Regions from separate parts of the Oryctolagus cuniculus genome. Here region 1 is linked to region 2. Evidence: chromatin contacts called from public Hi-C data. All regions are on one chromosome and are shown on one strand. Each heading gives the region's core, a stretch centred on a gene start, on an enhancer-like site or on the middle of the called end of the contact. The rest is flanking DNA. Distances are from core to core; before and after follow the strand shown. Region 1 holds the start of SOCS3 (suppressor of cytokine signaling 3). Region 2 overlaps PGS1 (phosphatidylglycerophosphate synthase 1).

What was found. Hi-C and Micro-C count contacts between places; a contact is called where the count stands out from the background.
Region 1: a contact with region 2 is called in a Hi-C map of an unstated tissue, with 4 times the contacts expected there. The contact joins the promoter of SOCS3 here to the enhancer-like site in region 2. A contact is called at or near these places in 3 of 6 Hi-C or Micro-C datasets (ear pinna, liver and an unstated tissue).

Annotation. Positions count from the first base shown.
Region 1 is chr17:3,128,674-3,132,021 of mOryCun1.1, forward strand. SOCS3 (suppressor of cytokine signaling 3) reads left to right here and starts at 1,899. Exons shown (of 2, transcript XM_008252845.3): 1 at 1,899-2,372; 2 at 2,911-3,348. The coding sequence starts at 2,999.
Region 2 is chr17:3,084,122-3,087,288 of mOryCun1.1, forward strand. The region is part of intron 8 of PGS1 (phosphatidylglycerophosphate synthase 1); the gene reads right to left. Among named protein-coding and RNA genes, the nearest start is that of PGS1, 32 kb to the right of the region's middle. Within about 2 kb of position 1,285, at least 1 of the 8 cell types and tissues checked has an H3K27ac peak or open chromatin away from gene starts, as enhancers often do.

The DNA of each region.
Region 1 (3,348 bases), core at 649-3,148, 45 kb after region 2:
CTTACACCCTGGCAAACTGCCAAGGCTCAGCTCTGTCCCCACCCCACCCCACCCCACAGGGCCCTCAAGGGTGGCCCACGCCAGCTTCCTGCACCTCTCAGCTCTTCCAGCCTGCTGCACACATAAGGGTGACCGGAGTGCCCAGGGTCACACAGCTACTGGGCAGTGGTGGAGCCCAGTGAGCAGTGGAGTCTCCAGACTTAGAACCCAGGAGCCCCGCCCTGAGCCCCAGGCAGGCCTGCTGGCCCCGCCTCTACCCCAACCCACCTACCCCCCAAACCTCTACCCCGTCCCCCTGGACTCTGCAAATTTCCGCCGCTCCCTTGGACCCCCTTAGGCTCCCCGGCAAAGGCCCCTCCCCCCCAACAGCCCGCTCCCTGGGGACTTGTTTTGGGAGAAGCAGGCTGGGATTCCTGGCGTTCCGGAATTCTTTGCCCTCTCCCAACACCTGCTAAACAACCTCTGCCGGCCGGTCACCACCCTAGCCAAGGCTCCCCCAGCCCAGGTCCCAGGCCGCTGGTCCCAGCGGGATCCACCCTGCTTGCTGGTCCCAGCGCCAGGCCAGGCTGAAACAGGTCCTGCAGGCAGCTCCCCGGGATGGACGGACGAATGGACTCTTGTCACTTACAAAGCACTTTCTCCTCCATTAACTCCAGGGCTACTCCCGTCCTCCACGGCTGGGCAGGCCGGCAAGGGGTGGGGAGAGGGTGAGGCGCGGGGTGCGGAGAGGAGAAGCAGCCGCAGCCCCAGCCCGCTCCTCGGGCTGCAAGTACTGTGAGGGCGCAGCCTGGGTCTCACTCACCCCCCCACCCCACCCCGGGGATACCTCGCTCGGCACCCGGCACCCGGCACCCAGTGCTTGTGAACTGTGTGGACCAAGCCAATGTCCCCCTGCAGAAGGAACCCGATTTCTGCTCACGGCTGCTCTGCCCACGGAGCTGCCGCCGGAGCTGCCGCCGGGTCCCCCAGCCGGAACCACCGTGACCAAGAGCAACTCAGTCCTGTGTCCTCCCCTGGTCTCCTCTTCATCCTCCATCTTCCTCTTCTCACAGCAGGCGACACGGGAGACACGTCCCGGGCGCGGCTGCACCACCCGCGAGTTCTCGCCTGCCTAACTTTTACTCCCAGGCTGACCCGGCCCGGGTGGTGAGCGCCCCCCTCTTAGGCATCCACCATCCCCTGCAGCTCCCTCCCAAGCCATTCCCGCCGGCCCCTACGAGACCCCAGGGCGCCCCCTAGCGTGCGCGGGGCAGCACCCTGGCGTCCCTAAGAGGCCTCGGGGACAGCAGCACCTGGCTCGATCCACGCGGGTCCGGAACAGACGTGCGCGTGGACGCGGCTTTTTCTGGGTGTGTACGTGCGTGCACGGGGGCGAGGGTCTGGCACCCGTGTCTGCGCCTCCAGAGAGCCCGGCGGCGGGCCGAGCTGCCACGCAGGCTGTGTCCCCCACCCCCCACCCCCGGGGACTCCCGGCCTCGCTTCAGCGACGCAGCCCACAGGTGAGGCCGCGCGCGCCCACCTCCAGCAGCTCCTGGCTCAGACCCTCGCCGCCCCCGCCCCTCCACGGCCCGGCGGAGAACAGGCCCCGGCTCCCCTTCGGCCGGCCTGGGGCAGCCATCGGGACTTTGGGCCGGCCCGGGTGGGGGCGAGGGGGTGTCCCCGCGGGGTCCGGGAAAAGCAAAAAAGGGTACCAGGGAGCCTCTCCCGGCCGGCCTCCTAGAAGTGCCTGCGCTCGCTCGCGGCGCGCCCGCCCCCGCCAGAAACCGGCCTTCTTAGAAGGGAGGGGGCGGGGGAAAGTGTGAATGAGCCGCCGGGGGCGGGGCGCGGGGGAGGGGCCGCTGCCAGGAACGCGCCGCCGGGGCTGGCGCCGCGCCCGCCGGCCGCCGGGCCGCCCGGGCTGGCGCTTTGTCTGCGCGCGCCTGTGCCGCGCGGCCCCTGCCCGCGGCCCGCCCGGCCGGCCCCGCCCTCGCGGGCGCAGCCTCCGGCGCTGCGAGTAGTGACTAAACATTACAAGAAGGCCGGCCGCGCAGTTCCAGGAACCGGGGGGCGGGGCGGAGGCCGCCTATATACCCGCGCGCGCGGCCCCGGCCGCGGCTCCCGCCCCGCGCCCCGCGCCCCGCGCCGCCGCCGCCGCCGCCGCCGCTCCGGCCCCGCGCGCCGCCGGCTCCGTGCCCGCCGCGGCCCCTACCTCCTCCCTGAGAGACCGGCCCGACCCGGGCTTCAGGACGGGCACGCCGGGGCCCCTTTGTGGACTTCGCGGCCGCCAACATCTGCGCGCTGCGCGGGCCACCGCTTGGCCGCCGCCGCCGCCTCGCCTCGGGGGGCCGCAGGAGGCGCAGCCCGGAGGCTGGAGACTTGGGTTCGGGACGAAGGTAGGAAGGAGGGGTGCGGCGTGGGGAGGGCCGCGAGGGGGGTCTTGCTTAGCGCCCGGAGCTTTGCCCGGTGTCCCCTCCCCTTCCCGGGCTGTTCCCGGCAGGGAGGGGACGAGGCAGGGGCTGAGCGGATGGGAGCCGGAGATCCCAGGTTCCCGGAATGCTCGGGCTGGGGCGCTCCGGCTTCTCCCGTCCGCTCCCCACCCCCAAGCCTCGGGTTTCTCCCCGGGACTGAGAGGCGCCCGGAGCGTCCCGGGAGCCCTCTCCCGCTGCCGGGCCGGGCGGCGCTCCTAGAGACCCAACTTCCGCGCGCTCGAGTTTCCCACTCGGCGCCCTCCTGGTGCGCGCTGGGGAAGGGGCCGCCCGGGACCACCCCGGCGACGGGGGCAGGGCCGACTCTGCGCGGTGCCCGGGTCGCCGCGGGGGCCTCCGAAGCGGGGGATGCCCCGCGCACCGGGTGGAGGCAGGGGAGCCGGGGCGGGCTGGGCGCGCTGGAGGGTTCCGGGCACTCACGCGGCGTGCGCCTTCCTCCCCGCAGCCCCCCGGGATGCGGTAGCGGCCGCTGTGCGGAGGCCGTGAAGCAGCTGCAGCCGCCGCCGCGCAGATCCACGCTGGCTCCGTGCGCCATGGTCACCCACAGCAAGTTTCCCGCCGCCGGGATGAGCCGCCCGCTGGACACCAGCCTGCGCCTCAAGACCTTCAGCTCCAAGAGCGAGTACCAGCTGGTGGTGAACGCAGTGCGCAAGCTACAGGAGAGCGGCTTCTACTGGAGCGCGGTGACGGGCGGCGAGGCGAACCTGCTGCTCAGCGCGCAGCCCGCCGGCACCTTCCTCATCCGCGACAGCTCGGACCAGCGCCACTTCTTCACGCTGAGCGTCAAGACCCAGTCGGGGACCAAGAACCTGCGCATCCAGTGCGAGGGGGGCAGCTTCTCGCTGCAGAGCGACCCCCGGAGCACGCAGCCTGTGCCCCGCTT
Region 2 (3,167 bases), core at 35-2,534:
TTGAACGTGTTAGGGACTAACAAGGAAAGTCCGCACATTCAGTCCAAGTGCTGACCTATTTCAGGCCGAGACTGGCTGACCCCCACACGCGGGCCGTCCGATGCCCAGGGCTGGCTAGTCCTAACGTCATCAGAAGTGACACTTCTCTCTCCACACGCACACGAGACGGGCAGGGGGCCAAACACAGCGCAGTTACCGCTGGGCACCAGTTCCTCCCAGTAGCTGTTATCTAATTTTTATAATAAAAGCTTATTACTTTCACATTTAAAAAGTTAGAATTTTTAGACTGTGTTCAGATCCTTAAGAAGCAAAACTCATATCGCCCGTGACGAGGCGTTCAGTCGGGGCCACGATTCTGGGTTCTGTTTCCATCACTCGGGCTCTGTGGCCTCCCCAACCCCCAACCCCGTCTCCAGTGCCCTCACTTGTACACCCTGGCCACACCTCCACGCACCAGCCCAAGGACCACAGGACGTGGCTATGGATACACTCTGCCACCCCAGGCCACGAGCCCTGCCCTGTGTCCCTGGCAATGCCTCTGCCCCCCCAGGGCAGGGCAGGACCCTGGCTGGGGAAATCCAACGCTCCCCTTCTTCCTGCACACCCACGCCGTCGCGAGACCAGGGCAACACAGCGGCCGGCATGTGAGTGGCACAGACCCACAGCCACAGCTCACACACACACCCAATCCTCTAGCCTCCTGAGGCTGCCAAGGCCCACATCCCAGCGGGGTGCGCCTGAGGGAGGAGCCAGCGTGGCTCCCGGGGGGCTGCTTTGCCGAAGTCTCCATGGACCGGCTCCAGTTCTGTTTTTAAATGAATGCACAGCCAAGATTGCCATTAAATCACCAGAAACACGTGCGTGTCCTCGCGGCTCCGCCTCAGGGCAGGGGGAGGAAGTCAGCGGACGGGGCACACGGCTGTAACCGCGCCGCTTCTGGGGTCACTTCGCACAAAACCAGGCAGCTTCCGGCTCTTACTGTGCGCGCTGAGTGAAGGGAGACTTCAGATTCGCCTAAAAACACCTCCCCACTCGCACGCCCATCCTGGGTCCAAGGAGAGGGCCGGGGTAGCTCCCGAAGCAGGGACGCAGGCTGCAGGGAGGCTGCTGCACTCGGGCCTGGGGGCCTGGACCCCAGAGGGCGAGGAGGCGGCTGAGTGGCCGGGAAATGCCTTCTGCATGAGCAGAGCGAGGGAGCTGGCATTTACCCTGGGGGAGGACAGGCACACCCCCACGGGCATCCTGGGCTGTGCTCCCACCCTCAGCCTCGGCCACCGTTGTGTCTGGGTATGTGTGCCTGGGTGTATGTGCGTGGCTGGGTATATCTGTGCGCATTTCTCAAACACACTAATAAAGTTGGGGAGGGGGGCACAGGTGCTGTGAGACAGCAGGCAGGCCACTGCTCAGACTCCTACCTCCTGTATCAGAGTGCCGGGGGGAGGGTCCCCGCCTCCACTTCTGACCCAGCTTCATTAAGGCAGCGTGGGCCCCGTACCCATGTGGGAGACCCGAGTGGAGCTCCTGGCTGCAGCCCGGCCCAGCCTTGGCTGCTGTGGGCGTCCGTGACGTCCATCAGAGGACGGAAAACAGCTCTCCCCCACCCCTCCTGCAGGTGCACTTGCTCACTCACTCACATGCCACACACAAGCACACACACACACACAACACGCACCCATACACACCACACCCCATACACACAACACGCACCCAATACAGCACACACACCATACACACCACACCCCATACACACAACACGCACCCGATACAGCACACACACCATACACACCACACCCCATACACACAACACGCACCTGATACAGCACACACACCATACACACCACACCCCATACACACAACACGCACCCGATACAGCACACACACCATACACACCACACCCCATACACACAACACGCACCTGACACAGCACACACACCACACCCCATACACACCACACAACACCCACCCCATACAGCACACACCCCATACACACAACATGCACCCAATACAGCACACACACCATACACACCACACCCCATACATACCACACACCCCACACATGTATCACACATACATACCACACACACATCACATATACACCACACCCCTTACACCAACCCCAAACACACCATATACATACAACACACCCCATTCACACACATAACACATACACCACACAACACGCACCCTACAGCACACATCACATACACACCACCATACCCCATACACCCATCCCATACACACCACACATACAACACACCCCATACATACACATCACACAACATCGATCTCACATACACACAACACACACAACACACACCCCATCCAGCACACACACATACACATCACACCCCACACACATACAACACAACTCACACATCACACACACCCCATACACATCACACATACAACACACCCCATACATATATCACACACAACACACATCACATGTACACACACCTCACAATCACAACACGCACCCTATACAGCACGCACACATATCACATATATACCACCATTCCATACACACCACACATATAACACATCCCATATACACACATCACACATACACACCCTATCTATACACACCAAATACCCCATATACCCCACACTATTCACGTATACACCACACTCCCAAACACACATCCCATACACACCATACACACACCACATACAAACCACACAACACACCCATATACCACATGCCCCATACACACCAAGCATACACACCACACACACACACACATCTCACATACCCATACGCCACACCCCACACACATACACCACCTGCACTATATTTCAAATAATTTAACAGCCTTAGAATGGGGGTGGGAGCTGGGGGCAGGTGCTGGGCCCGGCAGTTGGGATGCCCATCTCTCACACTGACTCCAGATCCTGCTAGTGCAGGCCTTGGGATACGCGGAGACCCCAGACTGAGGGCCTGGCTCCCAGCTGGCCCCTGCGAAGTGCTCCTGCAGGAAGGGGGCACACTCCTCCTCCTCCTGATAGCTTGACAGTTACAGAGAGATCGGCCAACCGCTGGCTCACTCCCCAGACAGCACTGCGGCCAGGCCAACGCCAGGAGCGTCCTGCGGGTCTCCCGCGCGGGTGCAGGGCCGTCTTCCGCTGCTTCCCCAGTGCATCAGCAGGGTCCAGCCCTGATCACCGCA